Linked DNA regions of Sus scrofa: all the other regions are linked to region 2. Evidence: chromatin contacts called from public Hi-C data. All regions are on one chromosome and are shown on one strand. Each heading gives the region's core, a stretch centred on a gene start, on an enhancer-like site or on the middle of the called end of the contact. The rest is flanking DNA. Distances are from core to core; before and after follow the strand shown.

Region 1 (3,208 bases), core at 453-2,952, 410 kb after region 2:
AGCCATGCTTAACCACGTGAGGTCCATCAGAGCCACAGAGTCCTGCCCGGCCCGTTGCCCACTCCTCACGAAGCCCACCCAGCCAGGTGCTATTGCTCCTGTTCTACTGTAATCATCCACTAGGTGAGACTCAGTTCCATGAGAGTAGGACAGCCCTGTTTTTGCAGATCCTTTGTCTCATGCAGGATGGTTTCAGCGTGAGATTTGAGGTGGCCAAGCCCACTGGCCCCACACACTTCCTCTGGCTGATCACTTTCACCTTAGGGGACGTGGGTAGAGGTCTAATTTCCTCTGCCCACCCCACCCCCGCCATTACTAGAGGTACACATGGATTGGCCCTAATCCGTGACCTCAGGCTCCTTCTGAAGTGGTTCTAAAGGGGTCCATGCACTTCTCGGATGTCTCCTCCAACTTGATCTTTCTAGCTGATGGGAACGCATTTCCCAGGGTGGGTAGAGATGCCCTGGAAGCCCTTGCCTGGCTATTGTGCGAGCCGGGGATGCGTAAACATTTCTGGAGGAGACGGTCTTCTCCCCCTGCTTCCCAAAGGGAGAGTGACTGACTTAGCGGTTCAGTCTCAGCACCGTCTCCTAATTTTGGTGCAATCTCACAATCCCAGTGCAAGCCACTCAGGTCAAGTTACTTTCCCAGCAGCCAAGGGCTTTCTCTCTGGCCCTTGAAAGACATGATGTGCTCCATCTGAGTCTCTCCTGAGACAGTGTTTTGCAAGATGTTCACTCTCAGATTGGGTCTTAGACAGCCTCACACCACCCCTGACCTCTCCTCTCTGCCTCGGGGATGCTGAGACTTAAAATGAGACAAAGAAAAATTGGATGGGCTCTGAAGCCACTAAAATGCTTCTCTGGTCGTATAACCTGCTGGTCATCAGAAGGACCTGGGAGGTGTTAAGAAGTGTGGAGGGTGGGGTCCACCCTGGAATTCCTAAACCAAAGCACCCATGGGTGGACCCCAGGAGTTGTTTTTGTTTCAGATCTTCCCAGGGAGTCTCCTTGTTGCAGGGCTAGAAACCCTGCTGCGTTGCATGTGAGACCTGCAGGTGAAACCAGCTCCAGGGCCCAAGCTTTGGATATGCCAGGATGCAGGTGCCCTTCCCACCTTGCAAGGTGGCTCTTCCCAAGCCTGTGTGACTACAGAACCCCCTTTTCTCAGGGAGCATAGGGGCTCTGGCTGGGCTGGGCACCCCTGGAGAGAGGCTGCTGGGACACTGAGTGCTAGCCTTCCCTTCACACCCCCACGCTCATGCTAGATCCTGTGTCGGCAGAGCCAGCCAACGCTGCCTGCCCCTTAACTGGGCTGCAATCCGCTTCCCCAAGGACAAGCCTTCAAACCTCAACCAAGACACTTGCCCTGGTTGTGTCTCTTTCTTCTCGGCAAAACAAGTGCTGGCCTGAACCCCAGAGCCTGGCCTCTGAGAGGCAGAGTCTGTAATCTGCCAGCCAAGAGCCTGGGGCCTTGGGGTTTGGTCCCAAAAAGGGCGATGACGAGGCTGACCTCCTCATGATTTGTTTCACCCAACAGGGACTCAAACCGGGAAGATAAATGGGCAGTGTCCCCACCATAACTGAGCCTGAGCAGCCCAGAAATGACAGATTGATTAAGTCACCCTCCAGGCAGGCTACCAGTGACCACACCTAATTACTCACTGACCACTGTGGCCTGACCGATGGAATTCCACACCCGTGAGTCACCCACCCTCCTTAGCCTCTGGGCTGTGTTTCCTTCTCCAGCCTGCTTGCCAGTGGCCGCCCTACAGAACTGGTACCTTCTGTGAATACCATGTCCTCCGGTCACCATCGGGCAGGAGGTTAACCCCGGAGCGCTAGAGAGGAGCTATTTTGGTCTCAGGAGTCTCCCTGGGCAGCATCAGACATACGGCAGAGTTCCACCCATGCAAGTGACAAGTATTGGCATTTACTAAAATGCAGAAAAGAAAACTATCAAGTGCAAGGGCGTGGGAGTGATGGGTGGGAATCGAATGTCCTTGGTGGGAGACTTTGTCAAGTTCAAGGAAAGGACTCCTTGGTTCACAGTCCGGCCAGGAACAAGGAGCCCCTGGCCTTGGGTTGAGTAGAGAAAAGGTGGTACATGGGTCTTGGTAAATGTCACCAAAGGTGCTGAAGAGCCATTAGAGGAACTGGAGGCCGCCCGGAGATTGGCATGGTGGTCTGAGGAGGGGGACGGGGTGGAGGTGGGTTCCTCGAGCCAAGGCCAAGGCTCCCTGGGAGGAGGGGCTGTGACCGGGCACCTCCAGGGGAATCAGGATCGCAGAGATGATGTAGCCGAGGTTGGAGACACTGACCAGAGCAGAGTGAGGGAGGAAGGGACAGCCTGTCCTCCCCTCCGCCCACCCTCCCTCTGGGCCCATTCCCTGGCCCAGGAGGTCCAGAAGCTGGGGAGCAGGGGTCCCTGGAGGTGCAGGACATTTGGAAGAAGGACTCTGACATTTGTGTGAAGTGTGAGCTGGATGGACAGAGATCAAGTAAGGGACCAGGCGACAGACGGAACCCAGAAAATGTTTGAATTGAGGTGACGGCCCTGATGGGGGTGGCTACAGATGGTGAGGGAAGACAAACCCCAAAGACAGCTTGAACTTGAACTTCCCGTGTGACACTGCAGGTGGACTGCGGTGACTCAGCCCAGAGCACCCCGTCTCAGTCAGGGTCCAATCAGAAGAAATGTGAGCAGGGAAGGTTTTGCATTTCAGAATCATACATTATAACAAGGAATATCTGGCACGTGTTCCCCAAACCTTACTACGAGGACAAGTAAAAAGAAATAGAAATACCCACGTGCCTATGGTATACACATGTGTATCAAAACGCATTCACTCTTATTACTCACTCATCATTTACTTTCCGTTTCCCAAACTGTAAAGAAATCAGAGGGCCTGCAGAGGGAGAGATCAGTAACAAACAAGCCTATTTTTTCCATAAATTCCAAAAAGCCTAAGAAATTTGAGCCCCCAGGTACCAAGGACAGGGTGGGCGTGGCCCAGTGGGGTGCTGGGCTACTGCCAGCCCAGACCCGTTTGCAAGAACCAAGTGCAGGAATCCCACTGTGGTGCAGCAGAAACGAATCCAGCTAGTGTCCTTGAGGATGCAGGTTCCATCCCTGGCCTCGCTCAGTGGGTCAGGGATCCAGCGTGGCCAGGGAGCTGTGGTGTCGGTCACAGATGCGGCTCAGACCC
Region 2 (3,502 bases), core at 50-2,549:
CCTATTAAAAAAGCAGTGTGATGGGGGATGATGGCATGGCCCTAAAAAAACTAAACAACAACAAAAAATTATAGGTATATAGTCCCATCAAAATACATATATCCTGATTTTAGCAGATGTCACTGCAAGAATTCCCTTTACAGAAATTCCCATTTCTTCCTCTCACCATCGCAAGTATGTGTATACACACACACACACACACGCACTTTGCTGTACAGGAGAAATTGGCACAATATTGTAAATCAACTATAATAAAAAATAGACAAAACCCAGTGAATTCACACTATAAAAACATGCTTTATAAAAATATTACTAGTTATCCCTGCTTGATGGGATTATAGATGATTTTTAGTTTTTATTTCTTTTTAAAAAATAAACATGCTGCATTTGGTACTTTAAAAATAGTTTCAAGAACACCAACTAAGAGGTAAGGGTTTCCTATCTGTCAAAATAGCTGGTTTTCACCTGTGATGCAGTAGGGTCGCTCTCCTGGGGCCACGGGGTGGCTTTGGGCCGCCTCCTTATGGCTGCAGCATCCCCTGGGATCAAGTTGATAAGGGAACCTCACCTGGCAGTGCGCCCTCACCTGGGGACTGGGCCCCGCCCCGCCTATAGGCCCCGCCGTCACCTAGCCCGCCCCCCCAGGCCAGCGACTCTGGCAGAGCTGCGAGTGCCCACCGATTTGACATCTTCCAGGAATGGAACTAAAATTGGTGCAGACCAAGAAGCATGCCTGCGTGCCTGCGCTGACAGCCGTCACCAGGGCCCTCCTGGCAGGGGCTGGACCAGGCTTCCTGTGACCTCCCCTGGAGCCTGCCGGGGTGCGCCTTCAGCCACGCCGGTGGTGTCTGCTCCTCCTGCCTGCCCAGTCCCCAGCAGACCCTCCCTCTACAGCCCACCCAGCCCAGAAGGCACGCAGGTTCTCCCTGGTTCCAGTCCAGCTCAACACAGATGCCTCTGACCTCCCTGCCGGTGCGGTTAATTAAGAGGTGTCTGCGGAGCCATGAGACCCAGGCCTAAGCCGCCTCAGGAATGCAGCCCCACCGACTAAATTCCTCTCCGGTCACGTGACACGGCGAGGTTCTATAAACAAAGACCCTAATCTGTTAACGACTCTTTGGGGTTCTAATATGATCTCCTTGCCAGTTATCTAGGTTCTTAGAAAATAAATTATTTCATCTCTTAAGGTTCTGGGCCCTTTCTTTTCTGGCCGTAGGGGAAACTTGGCAAGGCAAGCCTTGGCTGACCACCCTCATGTCATCCCAGGCCACTGCAGCCAGCCTCCTGCACCCTGACTCATAGAGTAAAAATCCGTTTCTCGGTATGATTTTGCTGCTTCCTAAGATGACCTAGCATGGCTTAGTCGGAGACTGGCCTTCCTTTGACCAGTCTTTTGATCTCTCTGTAGTCCATGAACCTTACATATTCCAGCTGCTGTCATTACTTCTGAAAAAGGAAAATCAGGTAGTTAGAAGATCACCTCCATAAATAACTGTGAGACTCCAGCTATCTGGATTTATTTTTCTTTGTATTTCTTCTTTTCTTTTTTGTGCAGCATTTGGAGCTCCCAGGCCAGGGATCAGATCCAAGCCGCAGTTGTGACTTATGCTCCAGCTGCACAACGCAGGGTCCTTAATCCACTGCCCCGGTCTGGGGATTGAACCTGAGTCCCAGTGCTCCAGAGACACCGCAGATCCCATTGCACCCCAGTGGGAACTCCTCCCTGGGTTTATTCTTCAACATTACTTAATATTGTTGGGCGCCTGTCTTCTGGCTAAGACTGGGGTGAGACATCAATTAAATTCCTATTTTAGGGGCTAGAGATAGATTTTTAAGAACATTTCTCAGCTGATTATATATACTCACTACTAGAACGACAATAATTTACAGACACACAGTCTGGCAAGCTCACGGGGTCGGGACAGTGAGTCACAGCACTGAGCTATGATGCCCCCACCACTCCCTCCATATGCAGCCTGTCCATAGGCCCGGCCATCGTCTGGGTGTCGCTCTGGCCTGTGCTCCTCTACTCTTCTTATCCCCACGTTCCCTTCTGAGTTTTCCAATCGCCTGTCACCTCCAGGCTGCATCCTGCCCTTTCAGGAGGGGTGACTGGTCCCTGGGCATCTTCAAGGGAAAGCATCTGGACGTCAACCCATGCTCTAGCTCCTTGGCATCGTCACGTGAACAAGGGCATCTTTGCTAACGATAATTTGCATTATCCTCGCAACATCTCTACTTTACTCCCTGGTACGGAAGATTTTAACAGTGAAAGAAACAAAACAGTGCTTGGGAAGAAAATGCGATTCTTCCTCTTAATGTTCCCAGGGAGAGGGAGTGTGTCTTCCTTTCTCCTCTGTGCACCTGACTGTTCTAGTTAATTCCGGGGAACAAAGGCTCAGGTGTATACATTTACGTGAATAGTGATGTAGGCTCTATGGCTATACAGACACTTAGAGGATTGCATTCAGTAGAAATACAATGTCAGCCACACATGGAATTTTATGTTTTCTAGTAGCCATAGGGAAAAAAAAACAAAAAAACAAAACAGGCACAGCAGGTTGAGGACCTGACATTGTCTCTGTAAGGATGCAGGTTCGATTCCTGGCCTCGCTCAGTGGGTTAAGGATTGGCCGTTGCCATCAGCTGTGGGGCATAGGTCACAGATGCAACTTGGATCCAGTGGTGCTGTGGCTGTAGTGTAGGCTCCAGCTGCAGCTCAGATTTCAGCCCTGGCTGGGAAATTTCCATATGCTGTAGTTGTGGCTGTGAAAAGGTAAAAAAGGAAAAAATATACATTACTGTATATAAAATAGATAACCAGTAAGGACCTGCAGTATAGCACAGGGTGCTCTAATCAATATTTTGTAATAACCTATATGGGAAAAGAATCTGAAAAAGAACGGATATAAGTGTATGTATAACTGATTCACTTTGCTGTACACCTAAAACTAACACAACACTGTAAATCAATTACATTCCAATAAAATTTAAAAAAATTAAAAATAGGAGTTCCCACCATGGCTCAGTGGTTAATAAATCTGACTAGCATCCATGAGGATGCAGATTCAACCCTGACCTTGCGCAGTGGGTTAAAGATCCAGTGTTGCCATGAACTGTGGTGTAGGTCACAGACACAGCTCGGATCCTGTGTTGCTGTGGCTGTAGGTAGGCCAGCAGCTATAGCTCTGATTCGACCCCTAGCCTGGGAACATCCATATGCCGTGGGTGCAGCCCTAAAAAGCAAAAAAATAAACATACACAAACAAATAAATAAAAATAGGAGTTCTTGTCGTGGCTCAGGGGAAACGAATCTGACCAGTATCCATGAGGATGCAGGTTCAATCCTTGACCTGGCTCAGTGGGTTGAGTATCCTGCATTGCTGTGGCTGTGGTGTCGGCCAGCAGCCATAGCTCCGATTGGACCCCTAGCCTCGGAAACTCCATATGCTGCAGGTGGCAGCAGCTAGGTTTGGTCCATGATGAGAAAACCATACCATGA
Region 3 (3,515 bases), core at 277-2,776, 320 kb after region 2:
GAGCCTGGAGGGAGGGGAGAGGCTTCCACAGCGGGTTCAGGCCACGTGGAGCCAGAGCTGCAGAGGGGCCCCCGGAAGGTCAGCAGACGCCCGAGGCTCACACCTCGGGGTTCTGGTGTCCCCCACCTGCAGGCCCAGCGTTATGGCCCCAGCTGACCTGAGGGCCAGGCAGGAGGCTCTGGTTCTCTGTGGATCAGCCAAACAGGATGCCCTGTACTAAGCTAAGCTGAGAGTGTGTGCACGTGCTTGCACACACAGACACACATGTACTCAGGCTCACACAGACACACACACACACACTCAGAGGCTCACACAGATACACAGACACACACACATAGACAAAGGCACATACAAACACACACTCATATAGACACAGGCACACATACTCACAGTGACACATGAACACACAGACACACACACACATATACTCAGAAATGAGGAGTGAAAGTGAGGCCTGCTTCCACAGGACCCGTGTGTTTCAGCCTCAGCCTGACCACCGCTTTGCCCACAGTTTTGGAAATAATTATAAAAGGGGAACTTAAGGGGGAGGGAGTGGGAGGGATCGGGAGCTTGGGCTTATCAGACACAACCTAGAATAGATTTACAAGGAGATCCTGCTGAATAGCATTGAGAACTATGTCTAGATACTCATGTTGCAACAGAAGAAAGGGTGGGGGAAAAAACTGTAACTGCAATGTATACATCTAAGGATAACCTGACCCCCTTGCTGTACAGTGGGAAAATAAAATAAAATAAAATAAAATAAAATAAAAAAAGGGGGAACTTAGCTGAGAGAGGAGATGATGCTGGCTTTGGGGGTCAGGTGGTAAGACCTGGTCTGTCTAGAGCAAGGGGCCGCAAAGCACAGAGTGTGGCCACAGAGGTGAGTGCCAGGCGCTGGGCAGGCCAGGGACGCGCCGTGAGTAGGAAGGGTCAGCCCTGCTCTCGTGGCCCCTGCACTGTCACTGGAGAGGCCACGACCAAATCTGCTGGAAAGACGAGCGCCGAAGTGGAAAACGAGGGGCAGAGCACCTGGCCGAAGCTGGCTGACCAGCCACTGCCAGAGGGTGACATTCATGCTGAGGAGGGGGGATAAGGGGTGTGCCCTGCTGATAGAGGGGGAGAAAGCATACAGGTACAGCACCAGCCACAAGTGCAAAGGTCCTGGGGCAGGAAAGAGTTTGATGTGATGAATGATTAAAAGAAACACAGAAGGGATGGGAGAGGGACCCACGGGGTGCTCAAAAAGGGGGATAGACCAGATGGGGCAGAGATTAGCCACGGTGAGAAGTTGGGACTTTTTTCCTAAATGCATTGTTGAGGTTTAGAGGGCTTCAAGGAAGGGGATAACAGGATTTTTGTGGAGCAGGACGTGGTGAGTCGGGGTGGGGCAGGAGGGGGCAGGGGGAAGGATGCAAGTGCCATCCAGGGGTGGGCCCAGCTGGGAGGGGCAGAGGGAATCGCAGGTTCTGAGAGGCCTCTGGCTGGAGCCACTCAGGGGATGGTGGCCTGGGGCCCCTGGGTAGGAAGTCACAGCAAATGCTCACTGTCCCTGGACTTGTTCGGAGCAGGAAGGAGGAGGCAGATGCCGAGACATCCACACGCAGGGAATTCCAGGCCTGGAGGGTTGGTCTGGGGTGAGTTCAGAGCATGAGCAAGGCGGGAGGAGCTGTGGTAAGTAGGAGGCTGGCTGGTCGTCTGAGTGGAGCCCCAGGGGAGGTCGGCTCCTCCTGTGCAGAGGGCAGAGGAGGCAGGCCAGGCTCTCCAGGGGCATTCCCTCGGCAGAGACTGTCAATGGAGGGAACTTCCGTCTTGAGCATCTGAGGCTGGTATTATAAGTGATTTATACATTCAGGAATTTAGGAACTTCTACCCCTAGAAGCTTCTGGAACTAGGTTTCCCACCCCCAAGGCAAGCAGGCTTCTGGTACTTCCATCTTACAAGAGGCACAGAGAGGTGGGCTGCCCCCAGGGGCACACAGGGGGCTGTCCACCAGATTGACACCTGGGCTGGACCCAGGCTACTTGTTCAGCTGGAATGTACCAGAACAGCCTACCGTCCAGCGTCTATTGCATCAGCGCCATGCCAGGTCGGTGACTGGGCAGGCAGCCCTAGCCTATCACCATGGAACTGGCCTTATTCATGGAGTGACAAAGAGGCAGGCCCCTTGCTGCTGCCCGCAGGTCACATGCAGAAGGTCTTTTAATTCCAGTAGAGGAGGAAGGCTCAAAGCACAGATTCTGGTTGAGGCACAATATTGACTGAAGTACACAAATATTATTAATCTACTATTATTGTTATTAATGTCTATTAAAAATTGAATTTCTTCCATGTGCCAGTCACCATGCCAAACCTACAGACGTTTCTCATTGAATCCTTACAGAAATCCTCAGAGGCAGACACTGTGATTCCACGTTATGGAGGAGGAAGCAAAAGGAGCTCAACCTCTTCAGGGAAAGACCTGGAGTCCAAACACCTGCTATCCCCGAACCCCCGGATCCTTGCCCCTCACCTCCCTGCGAGGGTGGGGGGAATGAGTCGTCAGATCATGGCCCACAGCAGGAAGGGAGAGCAGGGCAGAACCATCGTTCCATTCTCACGTGGAGAAAGGCCCCAGAGAGGCAGGCTCTTGGGTGCGCGAAAGGGGCAGGATTCAAATTAGGAGAAAGATGCAGGAACTGGAGACCAGGTACGGGGCGCGTGGTACGCTGGCTTACCGCTTTGTCTCTGAGAGTTGCAAAGAGGCTTTTTTGGAGATAAACACTCTGACAGGTCCCTCCCTCGGCTGCCACTCACGGCCAGCGTGACCTTCTGCGGGGCGCTCTGCCTTAATTTGCTCCTATGCAAGATCAAGATGGGTGATAAACCCCACTCCCCTCCCAGGGCGATGGGAGCTGGAATCCGAGCTGAGCAGGGCCTTCTGGAACGCTGCGTGGCTTATAGGGAGCAGAGCGGTTCCTTCAATGACAAGCACCAGCCTGGAGCGCCAGGATTTATGAAGCTGCTTTGTTTTCTTTTTGAAGTAAGGCCAACTTACTTTTATAGGCGCTGGCTTCCCCAAAATTGGCAGATCAAGGTGTCTCTGTATTCATTTTTTTTTCCAAGTTCATGGAAACTAGAATAAAACACCCTTCCAAAAAGGATCCACACCATCTTTATTCGTACTCAAGTCTAGTAAATCAAAACCAGATAATAAGAGAACCCAAAATAACAGAGTCTGCAGGCTTTAGAAGGGAAACAGCATAAAAGCCCTCTTTCTCCTGGTTTTTCCTGTCGCTGATATTCTCAAGTCGCTTTTTCTCAGAACTTTTCCTATTGTAGAAACTGTAAGAAGGAGGAACGATCTGACTCCATGGTAGAGCGCTTCCTTTTCCTCTGCTGCGTCATGCTGGCTCTGCACCTTTTGTAACAGAATGTTGCCTGTAGCTTGAAATAGACAGGTAAGCCTATTCTCAGGGCTCTGACCTTTCAGAGTCCATTCATATAGAGATTAAAAAGTTGCAGAACAGAGACTG
Region 4 (3,227 bases), core at 557-3,056, 430 kb after region 2:
AAAAAGAGCAAATTGTTTCCAAGCGAGAGCTCCCATGTGCAGCTCTGCTTTAGAAAAAGGCTTTGCATCTGGAGAAACTCAAGGGCTGCTGAAAGAAGGGCCAGCAGTTTATCCGTTTAAAATCTATGGAAAGTTAAGCACAGACACCGGCAGCCTCCACTTGCCGTTTGAGGCAAGCCTATTCGATCTCCTCTTTTCCCTGGAATAAATAAAGGGACACAAAGGCAGCCTCTGCGCCTTTAAAAGGAAAGGAAAAAGTTGCCACATTGAGACTTTGCAGGGCCAAGTTTCAGGGGGTGTCAAGGCATCGAATACCTTCAAAGGGCTATAAACCATTTCAGGGGGCTTCTCCTTCTTCTGGGAAATGTAATTATCCTGGGGTGAGCAAGTGAAGTGAAAGGAAAGCAAGAAAGAGAGACAAGAAAAGAAAGAAAGGAAGGAAGGAAAAAAGGAAGGAAGGAAGGAAAGAGAAAGAGAGAAAGAAGGAAAGAGAGAAAGAAAGGAAGAAAGAAAGAAGGAAGGAAGGAAGGAAGGAAGGAAGGAAAGAAAGAAAGAAAGAAAGAAAGAAAGAAAGAAAGAAAAGAGAGAAGGAAAGAAAGAAAGAAAGAAAAGAGAGAAGGAAAGAAAGAAGAAAGAAAAAGAGAGACAGAAAGGAAGAAAGAGAAAGAAAGAAAGGAAGAAAGAGAAAGAAAGAAAGAGAGGGCAAGGGAGCCGGGCAGTCTGACTTTTACCACTTCTCATTCTGCCTGTAACTTGCAGGTCTTGGCTATAACCACCCCTGCCTGACCTCACTCCAAAGGCTTTCCCCGCAGTTACTGCCTGAATCTCCATGCACAAAAACTGAACAAAAGTCCTGTTTTATTTCAAGTGTATCATTCCATTGCAACATCCTAGACTTGTGCATGTGCCTTTTTTTCCCCACATGAAGCTGGACTTAACACCTTCTGAGAGAATAATAAATACACAAATTAGACGAGGAAGGATGCAGTCAGGAGACAAACGGGCCAAGCTGTATTTAACATTCACCCTTATAGCTTCCGGATTTACAGGCTCTGGTAATCCCTCCAAAGCACTGAATTCAAACACATCCTGAGCCCGCAAAGATTCTCGGCACCGTTTTCTTCTTCGTTGAAGAAGATGCCTCTTCATAAAGGGTCCGTCTTTCTGGAATCACACACTCACTGCCAATTCTGCTTCCCCATTGATACACCAGGAGTGAAACAGGTAAGCAGCGGTGCCAAGCTGACCCCCTTGCCAACTTTGAGCAAGCTGAATGGACCGTCTGCGTTCTTGTGAAGTGATCTGCCGGCAGGAGCTTAAATACCCACGGCAGCAAACAAATCCCCAATTCCTGAATTCAACAAATACACCGGGTGGGGGGCGGGGGGGGGGCTTCCACTTCAGAAAACTGCCCTTTTTCCTCTCTGCAGCCAAGGCGAAGCCGCACATTAGCAGCCGCACTTTGCAATGCAGCCATGCAGCTTGCAGCCCCTGCTTTCAGAAACCAGACCTGCAGACTCCCAAGCACCCATCACCACTACGAATAAACGAGACCCCTGAAAAAGAGCGCTTAGCTTAAGAGCAGAAGCCCTGCCCGTCGTCCTCCCTCCCTTTCTAAGCAGGGCTGCCGACCCAGCTCAGTCTCCTTACCTCCCGGCTGGGCTCGGCGTAGGGCTCCCCTTCCCAGCTCCCTGCGATCACTGCCTTAGAGCTGAGCAGTTTGGAGGAAGTGCGAGCTGTTGGGCTGCAGACTTGCGTTATATACACTGCAGGGAGGCGGCCTCTAGATGGCAGCTTTGTAACCCACATCTCCTCCCTCCCTCCCTCAGCCACCCCCCTCTCGGTGCACACACACAGGCGCGCACGCACACACACATGCTCGCATGCACGCACACACTTGCACACGCGTGCGCACACACGCCTCCTGCAAACCCCCATCTGTCCTTTCTGGCAGAGCTCTCCCACGCAAGCACACTCTTGGGAAACCCCAGCCACGTTCATTTGCAAAGTCTAATGAAGCTACAAGGTCCAGACCCCAGGGGGGAAATGTGTCAGCAGCAGAAAAAAAAAAAAAAAAAAAAAAGAATGGCAAAGAAACCCTAGTGCTTTGCAAAATCATCAAATATTTATCTGGGAGCAGGTATCTCTTGAATAATCCCATTAGCACCAAGAATTCCTTTGAATGCCTCTCAGCTTCAGGGGAAGACTTTGTTCCCAAGACAAATTGCTCTGAACTTCTGAACTTTGGTGTTGCTTTATTAAACCTGGGTTTTGTTAATTTCTCCAAAACAGAATTAACAGTTTTTGTTCTGAGAAATGAATGAATACCACATCCTGTACCCCCAAAGTGGGGGAAAGAGTCTTTGGGATTGATTTTATTTAAATCTTTCATTTGTGAAGGACTTTAGGTCCAACGGCCTTGCAAATCTAATGAAACTGATGTTCGGAAGCCCCGACCCCGCGCCAGGCACACAATGGAAGTATCACAGGGGTCTTCTGATAATGTCTTTTTCGGAGGTGAGATTAACACCTTTATTATTATTTTTACTGAAACCTACCTTCTTATCTAGAAGTTCTAATTATTATTGAAATCTATGTTCTTCTCTAAAGTTCTGTCCATGGAAGAACCTGACCTAAAAAAAAAAAAAAACTGTTTCATATGACATTCACCGCCTGGGCCCTAGATAAATAATCCACCCTAAAAGGGCGACCTAAACTTTCACTTTTACAACGTCCTTGCTGAGCTCTTCCCCCAGAGTCATGTGCGGTGGTGTGGCTTTTGTTCTGCTTTCTGCTTCTCGCGGAGTTAGTTCCATGGCTCAAGTCACTAGTGGGCTGGCAGCCCCGGCAGGCGGGCTGCTCCCACGCTCTCCGCGGCTGAAACGTGTTGCGGTTCTTATTACACTTCCACGAAAAATACCAGCAGACGGCCAAATGCTGAGTCTGGAGGATTGGAAGGTCAAACTCCCCAGCAGCCAGAAGGCCTGGTGTGGCGAAAGCGCTTCACAAAAGAAAGGTTTTGCTTAGATGAAACTTCAGGGAGCTCAATGGAATCACCGCAGGATGGGAGCTAAGCGCACCCCTGCGCCCGGACGCCCTCCGTGGGCGTCTGCGCATCCTGTCCCTGCCGACAGGGTCGCTGTCCTTAAGAACTGGCACGAATCTTCTTCCTGTCGCCTGGGTACCCAAAGCTCCATTTTCGAGCTCCCAGAGTGAAAGGCGCTGTA

Evidence for each region. A called contact is a pair of places that touch in the nucleus more often than the background predicts.
Region 1: a contact with region 2 is called in a Hi-C map of embryonic fibroblasts, with 5 times the contacts expected there. The contact joins two enhancer-like sites. A contact is called at or near these places in 4 of 47 Hi-C or Micro-C datasets (adipocytes, embryonic fibroblasts and fibroblasts).
Region 3: a contact with region 2 is called in a Hi-C map of embryonic fibroblasts, with 2.3 times the contacts expected there. The contact joins two enhancer-like sites. A contact is called at or near these places in 2 of 47 Hi-C or Micro-C datasets (embryonic fibroblasts and mesenchymal stem cells).
Region 4: a Hi-C map of embryonic fibroblasts shows a contact between it and region 2, with 2.7 times the contacts expected there. The contact joins the promoter of ACKR3 here to the enhancer-like site in region 2. A contact is called at or near these places in 4 of 5 promoter capture datasets (fetal liver, fetal skeletal muscle, liver and 1 more), 10 of 47 Hi-C or Micro-C datasets (adipocytes, alveolar macrophages, embryonic fibroblasts and 7 more) and 1 of 2 datasets of contacts at active chromatin or transcription factors (skeletal muscle).

Annotation. Positions count from the first base shown.
Region 1 is chr15:136,391,460-136,394,667 of Sscrofa11.1, reverse strand. No RefSeq gene overlaps it. Among named protein-coding and RNA genes, the nearest start is that of ACKR3, 23 kb to the right of the region's middle. Within about 2 kb of position 1,702, at least 27 of the 83 cell types and tissues checked have an H3K27ac peak or open chromatin away from gene starts, as enhancers often do. A contact at or near this core is called in embryonic fibroblasts, where this site is marked.
Region 2 is chr15:136,802,783-136,806,284 of Sscrofa11.1, reverse strand. No RefSeq gene overlaps it. Among named protein-coding and RNA genes, the nearest start is that of COPS8, 24 kb to the left of the region's middle. Within about 2 kb of position 1,299, at least 11 of the 83 cell types and tissues checked have an H3K27ac peak or open chromatin away from gene starts, as enhancers often do. A contact at or near this core is called in embryonic fibroblasts, epiblast stem cells and retroperitoneal adipose tissue, where this site is marked.
Region 3 is chr15:136,478,807-136,482,321 of Sscrofa11.1, reverse strand. LOC106506421 (a long non-coding RNA gene) reads right to left here. Exons shown (of 5, transcript XR_001301695.2): 5 at 3,139-3,426. Among named protein-coding and RNA genes, the nearest start is that of ACKR3, 110 kb to the right of the region's middle. Within about 2 kb of position 1,526, at least 9 of the 83 cell types and tissues checked have an H3K27ac peak or open chromatin away from gene starts, as enhancers often do. A contact at or near this core is called in embryonic fibroblasts, where this site is marked.
Region 4 is chr15:136,369,036-136,372,262 of Sscrofa11.1, reverse strand. It overlaps ACKR3 (atypical chemokine receptor 3), which reads right to left and starts at 1,806. Exons shown (of 2, transcript XM_003133759.4): 1 at 1,651-1,806.